Linked DNA regions of Oryctolagus cuniculus: region 2 is linked to region 1. The links are chromatin contacts, called in public Hi-C maps. All regions are on one chromosome and are shown on one strand. Each heading gives the region's core, a stretch centred on a gene start, on an enhancer-like site or on the middle of the called end of the contact. The rest is flanking DNA. Distances are from core to core; before and after follow the strand shown.

Evidence for each region. Hi-C and Micro-C count contacts between places; a contact is called where the count stands out from the background.
Region 2: a Hi-C map of psoas muscle shows a contact between it and region 1, with 4 times the contacts expected there. The contact joins two enhancer-like sites. A contact is called at or near these places in 2 of 6 Hi-C or Micro-C datasets (psoas muscle and an unstated tissue).

Annotation. Positions count from the first base shown.
Region 1 is chr1:18,382,018-18,389,661 of mOryCun1.1, forward strand. No RefSeq gene overlaps it. Among named protein-coding and RNA genes, the nearest start is that of C1QTNF4, 13 kb to the right of the region's middle. Within about 2 kb of position 5,779, at least 2 of the 8 cell types and tissues checked have an H3K27ac peak or open chromatin away from gene starts, as enhancers often do.
Region 2 is chr1:18,554,293-18,561,043 of mOryCun1.1, forward strand. It overlaps RAPSN (receptor associated protein of the synapse), which reads left to right. Exons shown (of 8, transcript XM_070070587.1): 3 at 3,555-3,713; 4 at 4,213-4,311; 5 at 4,399-4,521; 6 at 4,947-5,000; 7 at 5,843-5,995; 8 at 6,202-6,751. The coding sequence ends at 6,657. Among named protein-coding and RNA genes, the nearest start is that of RAPSN, 7.5 kb to the left of the region's middle. Within about 2 kb of position 4,014, at least 1 of the 8 cell types and tissues checked has an H3K27ac peak or open chromatin away from gene starts, as enhancers often do.

The DNA of each region.
Region 1 (7,644 bases), core at 4,529-7,028:
CGCAGTTTAAGCCTTTGTTGTTGGGTTTGTTTTTTTTTTTTTTTTTTGACAGAGTGGACAGTGAGAGAGAGAGAGAGAAAGGTCTTCCTTTGCCGTTGGTTCAGCTTCCAATGGCCGCCGTGGCTGACGTGCTGCGGCTGGCGCACCACGCTGATCCGAAGGCAGGAGCCAGGTGCTTCTCCTGGTCTCCCATGGGGTGCAGGGCCCAAGCACTTGGGCTATCCTCCACTGCCCTCCCGGGCCACAGCAGAGAGCTGGCCTGGAAGAGGGGCAACCGGGACAGAATCCGGCAGCCCGACCGGGACTAGAACCCGGTGTGCCGGCGCCGCTAGGTGGAGGATTAGCCTGTTGAGCCGCGGCGCCGGCTGCAGTTTGTAAAATGAGGAGTAGACTCCCAAGAAGAAAGAGAAATAATTCTGTAAAACTTAAAAAATATTAAGAGAGATGATGACAGGGGAATATGAAGCACCTGTTCCTGGTTCTAGCTCGGAAGTCAGCAGTATCCACCAGAGCTCGTCCGCCATGCAGGCAGCAAAGGTAAATTGGATTAACTTTGTCTCACATTTCACTGAAAGGGCAAAGCGTTGCTAAATTACTCTAGAAAAATCTGGACATGAGGCATCCATTCAGTCTGTTGCAAAGTAGTAAATTGTCACAGCAGAGATAAAGGACATTTACAGTAAACAAGGAAGATTTGGAAAGGAAGTATAATGGCTCCCCCCCCCAAAAAAAAAAAAGTTCTTGTTTGTGTATAAAATGTGAAAAGCAAACCGCAGCGGTCGCCTTCCAGCCGGACACTGTCAGCCCCTGAACGCCATCATCACGCGGCTCTGATTGTACAGGATCTTCTGCTCTTCCTTTTTTTGTTCTTTTCCTTTTTGTTATTGTTGCAGAAGGTGAGTAATTTGTTTTTCGATCCCAAGGACACCTTGGAAAGCACATTTGTCGCTGCTGTCCGGTGGGTCCCCGGGGTTCTTAGGATCTTGACCTCGCAGTGTCCCCCCCAGCATCTTAGCACACATTTACGGGAGGGGCATCACTCCGGGAGGAGATAACATTCAGCTCAAGCAAAAGCTCGTGTTTACTCAGGCTTTTTAAAAGTGGTTAAATGCTCTGTAAAATGAGAAAGCCTCGGGTCTCACTGCTTCATCCCCTGGGACATTGCCAGATGAGGACGCATTTACCTTGCTGCAGCCGTCCTCCCCCGCCCCCATTAGAGTGAGAATGCGGGCCCCTCCCTAGCCCAGGGCTTAGGAGTACAACCTGAAGCTCTTAAGTAGCTTGTTTGAAATGTCTTTGGTGTCAAAAAGCACTTTTATCTCAGAAAGTAATGTAAATTTTATATCCTATTCAGTATTATCTGCATTTGTTTTAATATAAGGATGTTTTGCATTACCTACTTTTTTCTCTCAAAGAAAAAAAAAAAAACCTCCAGTAAAGCTGATCTAGGAAAAAGTGCCGTGTTTATCCTGTGGCTTCTGCGCTAGCACGCCTTGTTCCTAGCTGAAAAAGGATCTGGCTGTGATACCCAGTCTACCACCAGAGGGCGCCAAGGCATAAAGGGTGCACGTTGGGCGCTGAGACGTTTCACTGTGCCCTGGGGTTGCTCCACGTGTTGGTCCAGTCGTTCAGTCTTGCTGCGTTCTGGGTGTGTGTGTCTGGCGAACGTAAAAATACCAGGGTGAAGAAAGCAACTTAGGATGGAAGAAACTTGCAGCGTCAATCCTGAATTCTGTCTTCTCTCTGGTCCCTAAATAGACCTTGCTTTTTGCTGTAATTTGCTATTCTAGAAATGACGTCTTCCCCTCTTCCCATGGGAATTTTTCCTATACACTTTGTCAGTTGCAGCGCCGTCCCTTTGTGAAGTCACTCGTCCTGTCCCAACAGGATGAGCACTTTGCCTTCTAACCCCTCTCTGCACCCACCCTCCTCATTGTTTATGACTACTGAACACAGAGAACTGCTAAAATGGGAACTACATCCAGCACCAAGTTCAGGTTTCACACGGCAGTAGCATTCCTTCTCTGGCTGAAAGACTGAAGAAAACCTCCCACTGAAGGGTCTGTGTCAGTGGGCCGTGCTGGGAGCTGCTGGCCAAGGAGCAGCAGGGGGGCAGCCGCGGCCACACCTGGCCTCACTACTGAGGGCAGAGGTGGTCTTACTGTTTCAGAAATGCCTATTGATTTGAAAGGCAGGGAGAGCTTTCATCTAAGCTGGGTTCCTTGCCAATGGCCCCTAACAACCAGGAGCCCAGAACTCCATGGAGCTGGCCCATGTGGTGATTTGGCCCCTCATCCACTCTGACCAGGCACATCAGCGGGAAGCTGGAATGGGAATGGGGTAACCAGGACTCAACCCTAGGCACCTGGCCTGCAACACCACTGCGCCTGCCCTTCAAGGCGTATTGCTTCTTGCAGGGGATAAAAGTACCCAGGAAGCCAGCTGGTCGAGGGAGAAGCCTCTATATTTAGCCCCGAAGTGGTGAACCAAGCAACAGGCCTTGCAGAAGTGGTGAACCAAGCAACGGGCCTCACAGCTGGGCGCAGAGTAGCACGGAAGGCCGGCTCCCCTCCGCAGGGTGACAGGGAGGCGAAGCACAGGAGGACACGTGGGCGCCTTCACTTTTCATGGATGAGAAGCGAGGTCACTTCCACAAGAAGTCTGGACTGGATTTGAGAGCAGTGCTTGCTGGGAGGGATGTGTCAGCATCTCGTGCAGGTGCTTCGGAGGTGTCCTTGCCGTGTGCCGGGCTCCTTCAGTCACCTCCCTAAGTGCCACGGGGGTTCCTGCTTGGGCCTTTGTTTTCTCAGTTTAGGCAGAGCTGATGCAGCTCCTTTTCAGAGATGTTTGAGCTTACCAACGAACTCCCAGGGGCTGGATTTTCTCCTATTGATCTCTTACCCTTTATTTATTTATTTATTTATTTATTTTTTTTTTTTTTGACAGGCAGAGTGGACAGTGAGAGAGAGAGACAGAGAGAAAGGTCTTCCTTTTGCCATTGGTTCACCCTCCAATGGCCGGCGCACTGCGCTGATCCGATGGCAGGAGCCAGGTACTTCTCCTGGTCTCCCATGGGGTGCAGGGCCCAAGTACCTGGGCCATCCTCCACTGCACTCCCTGGCCACAGCAGAGAGCTGGCCTGGAAGAGGGGCGACCGGGAATAGAACCCGGTGTGCTGGCGCCGCTAGGCGGAGGATTAGCCTTGTGAGCCGCGGCGCCGGCCACCCTTTTTTTAGAAGATGGCTCGACTTTGGGGAGATGCTCCACTTGCTGGTTCACTCCCCACGTGGCACCGTGGCTGGCCTCGGGCCAGGCAGAAGCCAGGAATCCGGGTCTTCCATGTGGGTGCAGGGACCCAAGCACTCTGACCATGCCCTGCAGCCCCCCTAGGTACAGCAGTAGGGAACTGGATCAGAAGTGGAGCAGCTGGGGCTCCGGCACTGTGGCAGAGTAGGTAAAGCTGCTGCCTACGGCACTGGCATCCCACGTGGGCACCAGTTTGTGTCCCGGCTGCTCCACTTCTGATTGACCTCCCTGCTAATGGCCTGGGAAAAGCAATAGAAAATGGCCCAAGTGCTTGGGCCCCTGCACCCACATGGGAGACCTGGAAGAAGCTCCTGGCTTGATCTTAGCATTTGGGGCCACTTGGGTAGTGGATAAGATTCTGACTTTCCCTCCGTAAATCTTTGAAATAAATGAAACAAATCTTACAAAAAAAGTGGAGCAGCTGGGATTCGAACCAGCACTCAGGGGATGCTGGAGTTACAGGTGGTGCCCCAGCCTCCTGCTCCACAGCGCAGTCCTGCTTTTTTCTCTACACGTGGAGGGTCAATCTCTAACTTCTGCCCTGGAGGGAAAGCTGCAAATGAGAGGTTCTTTTCAGGACAGAGTCATTTTCTACAGCAAGTATTTCCCCACCAGCCAACCAACGGCTGCTTCATGCCACCTGCCCCTCCCATGTTGGGGCGTCCCCTGGTGCTCAGGTGCTGGGTCTCCAGACACACCCATCTGGTCTGCTGTCCTCCTGAGACCGGGAGCGGATATGGCAAAGCCCAGTGTGCTTCAGTCTCAACGTGGATTCCTCTGCAGTCTGGGACCAATTAGACTTTGTTTGAAATCTGCAAGTGTTCTGGAACCAACTTGTTGCAACCCTGAAGGATATTTTTACGTAGATTCAAATCCCTGCCATACACCAAAGTCCAGTCCAAGGACGGTGGGATGGCAAGGCAGGGAGAGGAGGGGAGTGAGTAGGACCCCCCAGCTTTCTAGGGAACAAACCATGTCACATGGGGGAGAGGAAGTTTGGTGGCACCCCCTGCCTGGCCCAGTGGGAGGACTGGGCTGTCCCGGTTACTGCCACATCACTAAGGAAACTGCGTAAGTTACTGTGTTTATTTCCACAGTAGCACAAAGAGCCAGAGGTTAGATAAGGACAAGAAGCAGAACTGTACCTACTCCCGCTTTCCATCGCATCTGGGGCCCTGCCCTCCTGGCATCAGAAAGACGGGAAAATGTCCTTGGCTGGAAACCGAGACGGAGGGTGAGCGTGGACAGGGCGCCAGGCCTGATTTCCGATTTCCCCGGCACTCCCAGTGGAGCTCATGCCTTCTCGCCTGGAGGGGCCGGGGCGGGGAGTTTCATCAGTGCAGCTGTCCGTCAGCTGGCGAGAGGCTGCTCGCGAAACCCTGTCCTCCATGGTGTTTACCATCCATTGAGGGTGATGCAGAATGGCAGGGCCGTAAGAGGATTGAATGAGACTGGGTATAAGCCCCACCTGCTGCGCAGAAGGGGGGTGCCCCTTGACACACTTGCTGTTGGGCGAAGCAACATGTGCTGTGAGACGTTAGCACTAAGCACCCCGGGATCCACAGGCGGGAATGCTCCTGTCCACCAGGGGGATCCAGTGCTTCGTGCAGGGGTTGCAGCATAAGGTCCCTTGATCCTTCATGCCCCAGGCTCCTCCTCTGTGAGATGAGAGTGCGTGGTTCAGGGACCAGCACAGTGAGCAGTTGATGTGTGGCAGCTGCTAGAATTGCAGGAAGTGGGAGGGGAGGAGAGACACGGTCCAGGTCCAGCCAATGGCATGGGGAAGGTCAGCAGGGCTAGAGCAGCCGAGGGCAGGTGGAGTTGATCTAACTGTCCCAGTCTTTGTCCAGAGCACGGTGTCGGTAGTAGAGTACTCAGAACGGTGACTCGCACATAGTGGATACTCAAAGATACCCTGAATGAATGTCCGCTTGACAGATGTACGGTGTCTCCTGGCTGCCCGTCAGGGTCCTTAGAGGGGGTAAAGTTACATCCCAGGCCCTGAGTCCAACTAGAAATCTCCTCCCCACGGGATGACCAAGTTCACTCCTCTCCCGCTTCTGAAAGTCACTGCTGGCTTCTCAGAAAGCCTGCTGAGTTTGTCGTGTCCCCGCCCTGCTGCCCCTGCATCTTCCCGGCTCAGCTGTTGCTACAGTGTTTTATCTCGGCTTCCTGCTGCCAGGACCAAGCGGTGGGCAGAGATAAGCCGGGGCTCCAGGGAGCGATCAGAGACCAGCATGCGGGGGAGGACGGCTGGGGTGCCCCTTTGCCTGCACAGGCTCCTGGAAAAGGAGCAGATACTCATTACTCCATTCCCACCTGAGTTGCCCAAAGACTTCTTAATCCTGACCCCCTGAGCCCAAGCCACAACACCCCAATTCTCCTCCCGCAGTCGCCTCCACTGTAGCTGCTATCTGTGTTACCTTCCACCCCAGCCTCCTGTGGGAGGAGCCGAACTGAGAAACGGGGATATTTATAAATAGGAAGTGGGCGTAAAGTTCTGCCGTCACCAATGTTTTAAACAAGGCTCATGCCACCTCTCCTCCATTTGAGCTTTGAAATTCCTGTCCACCCCCTCATCTTCCATCTTTCCCAAAACCTGAATTGCTGCTCTCTCCTTGGTCAAAGCCACAATTAGCCTGAATCCCATGGCGGTTCCAGGATGTGACGTGGGTGAAGCATGGGAAATATGTGGATATGCACTCAGCTGTCCAGGGAAAGGCTATTGCCATGACATCAATGCACCTGCCACCTGGTGATAGAACAGTGACTGATGATCCGCTGTGTGTGTTGCCCATTTACCCCTTACCACAAAACAGCTGTTAGGAAAATCCTGCCCTCCTAGTGGGGAAACCGCAGCTCAGTGGGGTTAACTGACTGCCCAGCGCTGGTAAATGACAAAGTCAGGACGCAGACCTGTCCGCCTGTGGGATTTCTAAAAAGCCAAAGCCATGCACACGTATTGAATCCTAGAGATGTTCTACATTATAGTAGTGGAGCAGCTTTTCTTGCGAAATTGTCTGTTTTTATTTCAGAGAAAGAGGAATCCGTCCTCTAGTTCATTCCCCAAATGCCTGCAACCACTGGCAACCAGAGCCAGGAACCCAGAACTAAATCCCAGTTCCCCACATGACTAGAAGGGACCCAAGTACTCGAGCTACCATCTGCTGCCCCAGGAACTGGAAGCAGAGCCGAGTCTGGAGCCCAGGCACTCTGGGGGGGAGCGTGCCCATCCCAAGTGGCATCTTACCTGTTGCACCAAACACCCGCTCAGTTACATTTCAGGAGGAGCTCTTGATTTTATTCCAACAATGAAAAGGGAGTGTTTGACAGCTGCATACCCGGAAGCCCAATTCAAGCTGGCTTTAGTAGAAGCGGAGGCTGTCCGCCCAAGTGACAAATGGCCAGTGGTCACTCCAGCAGTTCAGACAAGGGCATCAGCACACTCACTCTCCCCATTCTTTCAGTCTGCCCATCACTGCCTGGCTTCCCTCTCTCTGTGTAGCAGCAGGCTGCCAACTGGCAGCTCTACTCACGGCTTCTTCGAGCTTGTAATTCCAGAGAAAGAACAAATACCTCTTTGGAGAGCTCCAGCAAAAATCCCCAGGACTCTGGCTCAAAATGCAAGCATCTGTAAACCATTTGGTGTGTCTGAGAAATGGACTACTCTTGTCCCCTGCTGGCCAGACCTGAGTCTCAGGCCCATCCTGGGGGTGGGGGTCCACGGTCAGCCCAGACCCCTAGTGCCCTAGGGCTCGGCCATCCACCTTGAGCTGGACGCTTGTATAACATGAAGGGGCGGGGCTCAGCAAAGGAACGCTGTCTGGGCAAAGACATGCATCACCCCTGCTAACACAGTACATGTGACGCCTGGGATTCCATGAACCTAAGCTGTACGTGGGGAGCTGGCTCGTGTGAAAACTTCTGTGCGCTGGTATGGACACAGATTAGTTCAGTCACCCCATGAGCCAGAGATAATGTCCCCATTTTTTAAGTGAAAAAAAAAATGGAACTCAGAGATGTAACAACGTGCTAATAAGTGGCAGAGCTAGAATTCACACCCGGGTAAGTGAGATTTATACCGCAGCACATGGCCAGTCTAGGAGTGGCACAGTGTCAGTATCCTCTCTTGGGGGGGGTACACAAGCCCCCAGGAAGTGGCTACCGCCCACCTCACTTCCTGTGTCCAGATAGGAGCCACAGGGGGAAGAGGAAAGGCATGTTGGGCATGGAAGGAAGGGGTGATTGATAAATAGTCTGGGAAAATGGATTAAAAGGGGGCTAGCATCGTGGTGTACTGGGCTAAGCCACTGCCTCTGACACCGGCATCCAATATGG
Region 2 (6,751 bases), core at 2,764-5,263, 170 kb after region 1:
GTTGCTCTGCCTTTCAAGTAAATAAAACTAAATAAAACTTCAAAAACTAAAACAAGGAGATATAGAAAATTATTCAGAATTCATTTAAATCTAAACTATTCTATTTTTACCTTAACCATTTGGATCCACAGAGATCCAGTGTCAGGGAGTGCAAACTGCGTGACAGCTTGTGTGTCGGGTGCTCTCACGTAAAGAACCTTCGTTAGCCATCCCCAGCCTTGTGAACTGGTGAAGCTATTTCACCTTCCCTTCAGACACGGATGCTCAAGTTCCAACAGGTTGAATCATGGCGCTATTCAACTAATGAGTGCCAGCTGGGATTTCTGTACACGCCCAGGGTAGCTGGGATTTGAACCTGGTTCTCTGAACTCCAAGTTCAGTATTGTTTCTGACCTCAGGATGTCTGACACGTGCTATAACTGTTAATAGAGCCTATTGAAAGAGATGAAAAGTTTTCTACTCACCCTAAAACATGCCTTTGCCCTGGGCGTGATTGAATTGGGGCACCAACAAGGCCGTTGGCTTCCACGGTTCATTGAAGATTCCAGATTTATTGGCCGGCCGGCTGTCCAGGCTTCTTTCTTCATGCGTCCCAGGGAGCCACGTGACTTCTTTGTCTCCTTTACTGCCGGCGGGCCTGGCGGGATGTGGCTGGTGCATTTTTGGCAAGGGCACTGTATCGGTGTTTCTGCTACATCCCAGCAGGGTGGCCCAGGCAGTGGCCACTGGACCCCTCCAGTGTTGGGGTTTGCATTCTCTCTCCATGGCCAGTGGCTTAACCCATGGCACCCTGTGAGGATGCCATTTTGAGGCCACATTTTCACTAATTATTTTGTTTATTAATATAAAAGGCAGAGTTAAAGAGACCTTCCATCTGCTGGTTCACTCCCCAAATGACTGGGGCCAAAGCCAGGAGGCCCATCTTCCACTGCTTTCCCAGGTGCATTAGCAGGGAGCTGGATCACAAGTGGAGCAACCGGGACTCGAACCCACGCCCATGTGGGATGCCGGCATCATAGGCACCCACTTAACCTGCTGCACCACAGCCGAGTCCCCCTCATCAATGGTGTTAGCACCCACAGACGTTATTTCATTTTGCCAGTAATAAGGTAGCGATTTGTAAGTTCTGTCCTTCTTCATGTATTAGCTGGGGTTTTTCTTTCTTTCTTTTTTTTTTTTTTTTTATTTCTCTTTTGACAGAGTTAGACAGTGAGAGAGAGACAGAGAGAAAGGTCTTCCTTCCATTGGTTCACCCCCAAAACGGTTACTACAGCTGGCGCAAGCCAGGAACCAGGAGCTTCCTCCTGGTCTCCCCTGCAGGTGTAGGGCCCAAGCACTTGGGCCATCCTCCACTGCACTCCTGGGCCACAGCAGAGAGCTGGCCTGGAAGAGGGGCAACCGGGACAGAATCCAGCACCCCAACCGGGACTAGAACCCGGGGTGCCGGTGCCGCAGGTGGAGGATTAGCCTAGTGAGCCGTGGCGCCGGCCTTAGCTGGGGTTTTTCTATAACGAATACCATTCTATCCCGAGTCAGGGCTGGCTGGTTATTCGGAGATGCAGGTCCCATAGGAAAGGTGGCAGACGTGCCCCCTCCCCTTGCCGCTGAACGACTGCCTTCCCCGAGTAAGGAGCCGGGGTGACCGCTGTGGTCGGTGGTCGTGCCTGTGTGCTGGCTCCTCACTGTGACACCACGGGGCGGGTGGGGATCTCTAGCAGCATGGTCAGCTGAGGACCTCGGTGGCAGTCATTTCTTTTTCTTCTTTTATCACCCTGACTTGATCCCATGGCAGTCCCTTTGCTGTGCCTCCCGTGTCCATTTGACAAGGCTTCTTGTAGTCTTTGAAAGCATCCCTGGGGCTGGCGCCGTGGCTCACTCGGTTAATCCTCCGCCTGTGGCGCTGGCATCCCATATGGGTACCGGGTTCTAGTCCCGGTTGCCCCTCTTCCAGTCCAGCTCTCTGCTGTGGCCTGGGAAGGCAGTGGAGGATGGCCCAGGTCCTTGGGCCCTGTACCTGCATGGGAGACCAGGAGGAAGCACCTGGCTCCTGGCTTCGGATCGGTGCAGCGCATCAGCTGTAGCGGCCATTTGGGGAGTGAACCAACGGAAGGAAGATCTTTCTGTCTCTCTCTCACGGTCTATAACTCTACCTGTCAAATTTAAAAAAAAAAAAAAAGTGTCCCTGTTTTCTGGCATAATACACTGTACAGTGTCTGACTGTCCCCTGCCCCAGACCTGGCACCAGCCAAGCCTCTTGGTTCTCTTTCATTAGGAAATGGTATTTAAAGGCCACATGAAGGGTGGGCGTATGGCACAGTGGTTAAGATGCAGCTTGGGACAGCACATCCCTTATCAGTGCCTGATTCAAGTGCTGCCTCTGCCTCCAATTCCAGACTCCTAGGTGTGTGCTGTATCCGAAGGGAAAATGAGGTCAAGAGAAGGTTGTTGATTATTTTTATTTTTTTAAAGATTTATTTTTTTGGTTGAAAGTCAGAGTTACACAGAGAAGGAGAGGCAGATATATATCTATATCTATATCTATCTATCTATCTATCTATCTATCTATCTATCTATCTATCTATCTATAGAGAGAGAGAGAGGCAGAGAAAGAGAGGTCTTCCATCCACTGGTTCACTCCCCAACTGGCCGCAATGGCTAGAGCTGTGCCAATCCGAAGCCAGGAGCCAGGAGCTTCTTCCAGGTCTCCCACATGGGTGCAGGGGCCCAAGGACTTGGGCCGTCTTCCACTGCTTTCCCAGGCCACAGCAGAGAGCTGGATTGGAAATGGAGCAGCCGGTCTCGAACTGGCGCCCATATGGGATGCTGGCACTGCAGGCAGCAGCTTTACTTACTGCGCCACAGCGTTGGCCCTTGATTTTTATTTTTAAAATGAGTGAGAAATGCCAGAATCTTTCTGTACGTTGGTAGTCATGAGCCAGTACCAGGAGAGGACTCTGCAGAGCCCTGTGGGGAGGGCGCGCTGGCACGTGCAGGGGCTGCACACTCTGGGGCGGGGGGGAGGGGGTGGGTAAGGTGGATGAGGGGCTCCTCTGGTCCTCCGTTTTCCTAAGGGGGCGATGAATCGGCTGATGAAGGGCAGGTAACAAGGCGGAACAGTGGAAGTTTGAGAGGATGGTCTCACGGGTGTCCTGAACAATCTCTCACTGAGACTTCGCCAGGAGGCAAACTCTGACGGGGGAACTCTGACACCCCCTCCTGTGCGTCTTGAAGCAGAGGAACCCTGGAACTGGCTGGGAAGTCAACCGTGTTTTCTCGCCTTTTTCATTCATTCATTCATTCAACAATGATTTATTGTGCAACTACTAAGTGCCCAGAACTTGCTAGGTTCTTGGGAGACTTCAGCAAACCCGATGGAGCCATGCCCTTGGCCCTTGGTGGTCCCCTCTGCCTACTCTTCCCCGGGGGTGGGGGGCAGAGTAAATGCAGAACGCCGGGCCCCTTGGCTGCCGGACAAGGCAGCCCTGGAGCCCTGGGCTCGGGGCGGCTCCTGCCACTCAGTGCGCCCCCTCCCCCCCGGCCCGTGTTCCCTGCAGGACTACGAGAAAGCCCTGTTCTTCCCCTGCAAGGCCGCAGAGCTCGTCAATGACTATGGCAAAGGCTGGAGCCTCAAGTACCGGGCCATGAGCCAGTACCACATGGCCGTGGCGTATCGCCTGCTGGGCCACCTGGGCAGTGCCATGGAGTGTTGTGAGGTGGGGCTGCAGGAAGGAGACGCGGGCGGGGGTAGGCACCGGGGTCTGGGGCCTCCTTTCCCCACCTCCACCCACTGAGGCCCCAAGGCTTCCTCTGGCCTGACCCCTACAGCTGAGCCTCTGCAGGGCGCGTTAATTTGCCCAGCCCTGTCCCGAACCCCAGTGCCTGCCGGTCCATCCTAGGCGACGTCCCTAACACCCTGTGTGTGGCACCTTGAAGATCATCATGGGGAGGGAGTCCCTGGAGTTCTACCGACCTGGGCGTGTATCCCACCTCTACCACTTAGGAGCTGGGTGGCCCCCATTAGCTCCTGTCACCTCTGAGCCTCACTCTCCACCTGTCGGCTCACAGTGGCCAGCCCGCCGAGTGCTGTGACTTCAGTGGCTTGGGACGTGAGGCCCCGGCATCAGGGAGACCCCAGGGTTGTGCCTTCAGAGGGGCCCAGAGGGTGGAGGGCACCCCGGGGTGGGGGTGCCTGAGCACCTGCCACCCTCACAGGAGTCCATGAAGATTGCGCTGCAGCACGGGGACCGGCCGCTGCAGGCGCTCTGCCTGCTCTGCTTTGCCGACATCCATCGGAGCCGTGGGGACCTGGAGGTGAGGGCACCCGGACGCTGGGGGCGGATGTAGGATGGGCTCGGGCCGGGCGCAGTCCCGCTCACCCCTCCCTGCCTGGCTCTGCAGACGGCGTTCCCCAGGTACGACTCTGCCATGAGCATCATGACCGAGATCGGAAACCGCCTGGGCCAGGTGCACGTACTGCTGGGTGTGGCCAAATGCTGGGTGGCCAGGAAGGCACCAGATAAGGTGAGGGGGGCCCTTTCCTGCAGCCCCGGAGCCCCGCATTCGGAGGAGTCAGTGGGTGTGGCCTTTTGCCACCCCTTTGTCTGATATCACCTTACCCCTGACTTCATGAGGCCAGAACATTCTCCGTCATTTTACAGGCTCAGAGGGGGCCCATCCCTTGCCCAGGGACCCATAGCTAGACCTGAGCCACCTTAGCTGCCTCTCACTATCTCACTCACAACTCCCTGTGAGCTGGGAACATTCTGCCCATTGCATGTCTAGGTAGACTGAGGCAGGAGGTGACACACACAGCCCTGGCAACTGCCCGTCTCGTCCTGCGACCTTCGCACACAGGGCAGTGGCCCCAGCTCTGCGACCCTCCCTGGCCCCTGCCCTCTGTGTGTCAGACGCTCCGCCCTCAGGCCTGGCCTCTGCTCGCCTTCTAGGCTCTGGATGCCATCGAGAAAGCCCAGGACCTGGCCGAGGAGGTGGGGAACAAGGTCAGCCCTCTTTCTGGTGTTCAGAGCCCAAGGATGGGCTGTGTGTTGTAGGGGAGGGTCCCTGGGGCTGCTCACACCCGCAGCCCTCCCTGGTCCTGCCTGCAGCCAGAGCCCTTGGGAGGGTCGGGCAGGAATTCATAGCTTGGAGACTTGCAGAATTCCTCAGAGGATTCTGGGTGTTCCTTAAAACCCCGGCAGTAGCCAGCCCCTGAGAGCTAGGCACGCCCATGGGTATCAGTTGCGGTCTTCACAGTCCCCTTGCTGGTGGGCACCACATCCCCATTTTATAGATAAAGAGAGTGAGGCTCCTGTCTTCACTCCAAAGCCCGTAGTGTAGACAGCCTCTCCAGGACCCATAATCGGATCCAAATCTTCAACTGTTGAGAACAGGCTCTGTGCTCCTCAGTCTGCTGGAAGATGTATAAGTCTCTGGAACCTGCTCCCCGGCCCAACTCAAGTGCCACACAGATCTGCTTCCGGCTGCGGCACGGCCGCCCGGGTCTACCCAGGGGTCCGGCTGATGCCCACGCACTGTTAGGTGTGGATTTAATTAGTAGAAGCAGGAAAGCAATTCAGTTCCCACAGTCAACGCGTGAGGCTCGACCAATAAACTCCCCCCAATACACGAGGTGCCCAGGCCTTCCAGGGGCAAAGGGCTCTCTCCGATGGCACCCAGCCCCTCATTCTGCACCAAGGGGACCCAAGGCCCGGAGCGGGCAGGGACGCGGCCGGCGCCCGACCCTGCGGCGCTAACGTCGGCTGGACGCCCCGCCCGCCCCTGTCTCCCTGGCGCAGCTGAGCCAGCTCAAGCTGCACTGTCTGAGCGAGGGCATCTACCGCAGCAAGGGGCTGCAGCGCGAGCTGCGCGCACACGTGGTGCGCTTCCACGAGTGCGTGGAGGAGACGGAGCTGTACTGCGGCCTCTGCGGCGAGTCCATCGGCGAGAAGAACAGCCGGCTGCAGGCCCTGCCCTGCTCCCACATCTTCCACCTCCGGTGAGGGCCCCTGGCGGGGTGGGCAGCGGCCCAGGGCCCTCCCGTAGGGGGCGGGGCCAGTCTCCCCATTACCCCCAAAGAGAGGCTGCTCAAAGATCCCAGAGGCACCGGGCACCTGGCTGCGGCAGGGGCCTGGGTGGGGGAGCCAGGGGTGGGGGGAGGGGAGGGTGGCCTCGGTGAACAGGCGGAGCCCTTTGCCTCCCAAGGTGCCTGCAGAACCACGGGACCCGGAGCTGCCCCAACTGCCGCCGCTCCTCCATGAAGCCTGGCTTTGTGTGACCGCCGCCGCCCTGCTCACCCTGCACCATCTGCCCGGACTCCCGGCGCATCCCCAGGGCAGCCAAGGCCCAGGCCCTGCCCTCTTTCAGCTCCTCTGGACCCCACCGCCCTCCGTGCCTCTCTGGACTTTGCTGTTTATAGAAAAAATAAACCAAAGTTTGTACTTGGTCCTGGGAGCTCTCACTCTTCCCTGGCCGAGGCCGGAGGGGGTAGAGAGAAAGGGGAGTGAGGGCCCTTCCAGGACCCCGGGGTGGGGAGGGGACAGGGCCAGCAGGCCAGGGGGAACGTGCTGGCCGGCTGTCATGTTCGCACCGTGTGGTGGCGCCCTCGTCCGTTTGGGGCCGCTAGGACAGACACTGATTTCTCACGGTGCGGGTGATTGAGCAGTCTTTCTCCTCTCATTGTCTGTCTGCTTCTCAAATAATTCTTTTAAGATTTATTTATGTGGCCAGCGCCGCGGCTCACTAGGCTAATCCT